Linked DNA regions of Mus musculus: region 1 is linked to region 2. Evidence: chromatin contacts called from public Hi-C data. All regions are on one chromosome and are shown on one strand. Each heading gives the region's core, a stretch centred on a gene start, on an enhancer-like site or on the middle of the called end of the contact. The rest is flanking DNA. Distances are from core to core; before and after follow the strand shown.

Region 1 (2,700 bases), core at 144-2,643, 130 kb after region 2:
ACACCGAACACTGTAAATATCTCATGTAAGATCCTAACAGATTGTGAGAAAGTAGAACAGTCATTAGCTTCCCCATTTTATAGCAAGTCTAACACTCAAAGCAGTTTACAGTTAGAAGGTTTGCAGAGGATGCCAGAACATCAAGCTGCCACCAAAGGTGCTGGGATATGCTTTTATTTCTTTACATTTCTTACATTCTCAAGCCACTGTGACTAAACTCTGTCATGTCATCACTGGATCCTGTGTCTTAAGGTAGCAACATTATTCAAACATTTTATGTGACTTTTGTCCTTTTAAAGATTAGACATTCTCAACCATTTCAGTTAGGGCCAACTAACAGAGCCAAGAAGTCAGAGCAGATCTTTAACTGTTCTTGTGTTAGCAGAGGTAGTATGCTCAGCAGGAGGTTCCAGCGACTTATAACAGGACACGATCCATTAGGGAAGAGTTGCAAATATATAAATCATCATGTCAGAGGAGGAAGACAGGGTGGCCCCAATGGGAGATGCATACAACATAGAAATTTGTTCCACTCTGTGCAAGCTCACCTGTCTTTGGTGGCTCACACCATATAATAATCAATTATGCTGACAAGCTTCACTACAAATCCTTTCAGCCTGGGTTACTTGGGTACCTCTGAGGTGAGCTCTGGAGCCCTCTGAGGAGAAGGAGGAATGGGAAGCTTGGCTTCCAGTAAAACTGGAACATATGGACCTGTTCAGGGCAGAGAGTATGTGAGCAAGTGTGCAATCATCCACACATGCGAGGGGAAATGCGTTCAAAAGGAGACTACAACCCAAACCTGCTCCATTCTAGGAGTGAGAACATCTGAGGACGAATGACTTCTAATGTTGCTTCTCATAAAAAAAAAAATTAAAAATAAAATCTGGCAGTTGTAACCCAGCCATTCTAGCTCATTCTAGGAACAAACTTAACTACTCTATGTGACCTTTCCATGTTGGACAAGCTGGAATGTGTTGCAAGCACCCCGAAATTGAAAGACTAGCCAACAGGAGACCTGGGATCCTAACTTGATTTTTCTGTTGACGGACTTGGGAGAGTTGAGTGAGTCTTTGCCCCTTTCTTCATTTGCAAGGAATAGGATATTCTTCATGACATCTCCAGCCACCCACGGTAACAGAAACGTTGGTTTTAGGTCACCTTCTAAGTTTTGGGCCCACATCAATCAGGCTTCTCTTTGTTAGGCTTTAGCTACTGGAGTGCATTATTTGTGAGGAAATGGACCAAAAATGAGCTTGGAAATCCCCATGATGCATTCCAATGAACTAAACTCCAGGGCATCCTGCCAAAGCTAGTGTGAAAAGAACAGTAATAGAACCACCTACACACTGCCCAGGGAGGCAGCTCTCCTACCATGCCTAAACCCAGAACACTGAGCCTTTGAAGCACTTCCTTCTTAGACAGTCTTCACAGAGCAAACATCTACACCCCTGGGAAAGATACAGCCAATACTTAGAATGTACAATGCTTTCTAGACAGTGGGATTTCACTAATTAGAAAAAAAAAGGTAGATGAACAGAGATCTAACTTTTTATTTTATTAAGTAAAGAGAAACTCCTTCATTCTTAAAACGAGATAAAAGATAAAAATCTGTAATATCACTGTTTTTAAAGGTGTGAATGTTTTAATGGCCCAAATAGGAAGAGTAATCCCCGAGGAAGTAGACTAACTCTAAAACACTCTCTCTCTCTCTCTCTCTCTCTCTCTCTCTCTCTCTCTCTCTCTCTCTCTCTCTCTCTCACCTTCGCTCACTGATTTTTCTGTGGCTCACACTTGGAGGGCCAAAAAGGGGGAGTGGGTGGGTATGGGGGACTTTTGGTATAGCATTGGAAATGTAAATGAGCTAAATACCTAATAAAAAATGGAAAAAAAAAAAAAAAAAGAAAGGCCTATTAGTGAACTGGCCACTGGGCGCCATCATCGCTCCAGAGGTTAGGTTTAGGCATCAGTAGTAATCTCTGCAGACACTGTGTCTCAGAGGACATGTGTCTAAGCACAAAGCTCAAATACTGTTTTTGAGTGTTTTTAACATGGACTTTTAAGCCACCATGATGCTAAACTAGGTTTCATGTTTCCACCACTCCTCACTAGACTGTACATGAGAACGGAAACAGACTCAGAAGTTCAAAAGTAGGAGATGTAAAATGCACAAAGACTCAGCTGTCATTATTTTGTCTTTGGTTTGCTAAGTACAAATATTTAAAAATACAACATTAGCACAAGATTCAAATGCATTAAATGAAATTGTGCAGCAGCCTTTTACTGTGGGGAACTTAGGAGGAGGCACTTTGAGAACATGCACATATAATTTGGAAAGAAAATTCTAATGATTCATAAAATTACCATGGTTCCCATGTAGCTGAGAACAATAGAACCCACAGCAAAATACAGACTGAGCATTCAAATCATTATAATGGCCTTTCATTTTTTCTTTTAAACTCCCTGCTCCTGTTATCACTTGAATTATTTTTTTAAATGAGAAGTAGAATGCCCTCGCAGCCCATTTTCTCCTCTTATTGTTTCTCTTTTCTCCTAAGAATGAGGTAAAATTAAGAGCCTGGATCACTGGAGATTTCCAGATGGGCAGACAAACGAGTGCTCTGGCCCCGGACTTGCTCTTTTCATAGACACAGACACCCATCCCACACTCTGTCTCCATGGCATTTGTGCAAAGCACAT
Region 2 (2,700 bases), core at 27-2,526:
TTTCTGAATTTTAAACATGTTAGTTTCAACACTAAACTTTTATTTATAAAACAAGAAGGGGGTCAGCTTCCAGCTTCCAATTTTTCAGTAAGAATTCTACTAAAATCAATAAGTGATAGTTCTTGGAATTTTTACATAGAACAATGTAACCCAGTCCTTTCAGGCAGAAGAACAGCCTCACACGGAAGGCTAACTTAATTTCTTAAGCACGAGACCAAAGAGGCACCGAAGGATACATAAAGACAATCTGATGGGAGATCTTGGGCAAGTTATTTCTCATTTCTATTCCCTGGGATCTTCATTGCATAATAGCATCTGCCATCTATGGTATTCTCTGAGCAATGCCAGTGCCAGCAAATAAGCAACAGTGAACAGATCCATTGTCTGCCAGGAATTGGGAGGAACCCCAAGTTAGAAACTGACTGTATGCTATCACGACAAGAAGGAAATCTTATTTAACTAAGGCCTTCACACGTGAGGCATGTCTCGGAGAACTCAGACCTTAATTAGAGGCAGGCATTTTTCTGGGGAGATTATGAGTTCTCATTGTTTTCAGGCGCTCTGGAGGCTATGCAGGCTGGTGAGGCATGCTCACCTGCATCCAAAAAGCCCCAATTAAACCATTAATTAGAGACCAATTAGTTTCTGCAATGTATGAGATCTACTCTAAGTATAATAAACTTAAGAGAGGCAAGACCAGAAGAAAACGGTATAGGCAGAAATGGGTAGCAAAGTCAAAAGAAGGTTAAATTCAAGAAAAGTAACATTATTTAAATAATGTAATAGACGGTCCTTAAGAAAACACTCTTGGATATCAAATTATACTCATTTTTGTTTTATCACTGACTTTTATTAACAGGTACCTTTTTTTTATATCAGGCAGTAAAAGCTATAAAACCCATCACTTGCCTGTTTTTCCTGGCTGCCAGGAGTCAGAGCTAGCTTTATTATCACCGCTGAATTAAAGCTCCTTCTCAGAGCTTCTAGAGGTCATCATTATTAAAAGAATGTTTGGCAGAAGACTGGCCTCATGTGACCACAAATCCAAACAGAAACTGGTCAGATGAAGCCCTTTAAAGCGAAGCTTGCAAAAAAGGTTGGGATTGGAAGGGCAGACATGACTGGTGGCAGGATAAAGCTGGTTTCAAAATGACTGCGGAAACAGATGCAGGGAATATTTTGTTTCTGGCCGAGCAAAGGAGTCTGCAAGGGGAAGCAGTCAGTGTTCAGCCCAGGCACTGAAGTCTTCAGTCACAGGTCTGTCCTGACAGCTGTGGGTGCTTCCAGTAGGTGGCAGCACGGCATCGCTAATCCTATAGCAAGCTATGCCCCGGTCACTCCAGGAAAACTTAACCTTTTTGCAAAAAACCAAAACAATGTCCCTCTGCAATAAGCCTGTAGAAGATAAGTATACACAACAGCCCCCAAGGGAGGAATTCGACATTCTCAGTCATGGCCGAGGGCATTCCTAGACTTAGCAAAGTACAAAGGTCAAGGATGAAGCAGGGGTCCCACTTAGCACGTTTAGTTTCTGGGCTGGGCTCCTGGTACCTCGAGGAAGAATCTGGGTAGGCGAGCTCACGTGGGATGTGGGTGACTTAAAAAGAGACATGGCTTTCATTCATCCTGAAGGAGGCTGATCTGTGCACTGACAGGGGAAGTAGCATTTCTACTCAGGTAGCAGCATGGCTGTGTGCTCTGTGCTCTGCTGGCTTTATGCATCACCATCTTACTGCCCTTGGCCTATGGACCCTTCCTTTCCGAGGTTGGATGGCTCCATGCTGACGCTTCCCCAGGTCTGTTTGTTTACTCCCACCCTTTCTGTTAAGCTTCCTGTTGTGTCTTAGACACATCTGCTCTGAAGTCCCACAGGCATCTTACACATATCCTCACACTGTAGCCCAGTCCTCCCCGTTCCCCTACCTTACTTGCTGATTCTGTGTGTAGATGCTCCAGGGTCATCCTTAACTCCCGTTCCTCTGCCTCTGACATTCAACCATTACTTAAGTTGAGCTGGTTTTTAAACTCCGTCTTACTTCCCATATCTGTTTTTATTCCTGCTAGCTCTGAGCAGAATCATGACCACACCTTCAGCAATCACTTTACAACTGAGAACATTTACAACTGAGGTCCTACTCAGTTGGGGCTACTGCAGTGAATGCTATAAAAAGAGCCCTTGCCTATGGAGGTCCCATTCTATTGTGGGTAGACAAGGTGAACAATCAGATATAAAATAGGTTAGGTATATGATAACAGGAGATAAGTGAGGGCAAGGGAAATGATGAAGGGGATGTTTCGAGTTATAGGCAAGAAAGTGGCACCCACAGCTTACCACAGGGGATCTCACTTCCCCCAGACCTCATCTTTCAGGGTCCCTCACTTTCTGCTTGAATGGCTCTTCCCCAACTCTGGATAAATCCACTTAGTATTTAAATTATGCATCACTTCCTTACAAATTCTTCCTTGATTGTTCACCTCTCAGGATGATTAGGGAAATGTGAAAATGCGTAGGATATTTCCTTGACAAAGTTCTCTATTAATGTGGTATAAAACTTGAGCTACTCATTTTCTATGACAAATCATTTGGGACTTTTAAAGCTTTAAAGCTCAACATAAAAAAAACTTACTGCAATATAATTCAGCTACCATACAATTTCCATATTTGAAGTATAGAGTTCAAGATCATTTAATATATCCAGA

The links. A called contact is a pair of places that touch in the nucleus more often than the background predicts.
Region 1: a contact with region 2 is called in a Hi-C map of cortical neurons, with 2.7 times the contacts expected there. The contact joins two enhancer-like sites. A contact is called at or near these places in 1 of 15 datasets of contacts at CTCF or cohesin (the NIH/3T3 cell line), 7 of 484 Hi-C or Micro-C datasets (the HPC-7 cell line, cortical neurons, embryonic fibroblasts and 3 more) and 1 of 115 datasets of contacts at active chromatin or transcription factors (embryonic stem cells).

The regions. Positions count from the first base shown.
Region 1 is chr6:33,803,589-33,806,288 of GRCm38.p6, reverse strand. The region is part of intron 11 of Exoc4 (exocyst complex component 4); the gene reads right to left. Among named protein-coding and RNA genes, the nearest start is that of Gm13853, 190 kb to the left of the region's middle. Within about 2 kb of position 1,393, at least 39 of the 459 cell types and tissues checked have an H3K27ac peak or open chromatin away from gene starts, as enhancers often do. A contact at or near this core is called in cortical neurons, where this site is marked.
Region 2 is chr6:33,928,502-33,931,201 of GRCm38.p6, reverse strand. All of the region lies in intron 17 of Exoc4 (exocyst complex component 4), which reads right to left. Among named protein-coding and RNA genes, the nearest start is that of Gm13853, 63 kb to the left of the region's middle. Within about 2 kb of position 1,276, at least 48 of the 459 cell types and tissues checked have an H3K27ac peak or open chromatin away from gene starts, as enhancers often do. A contact at or near this core is called in cortical neurons, where this site is marked.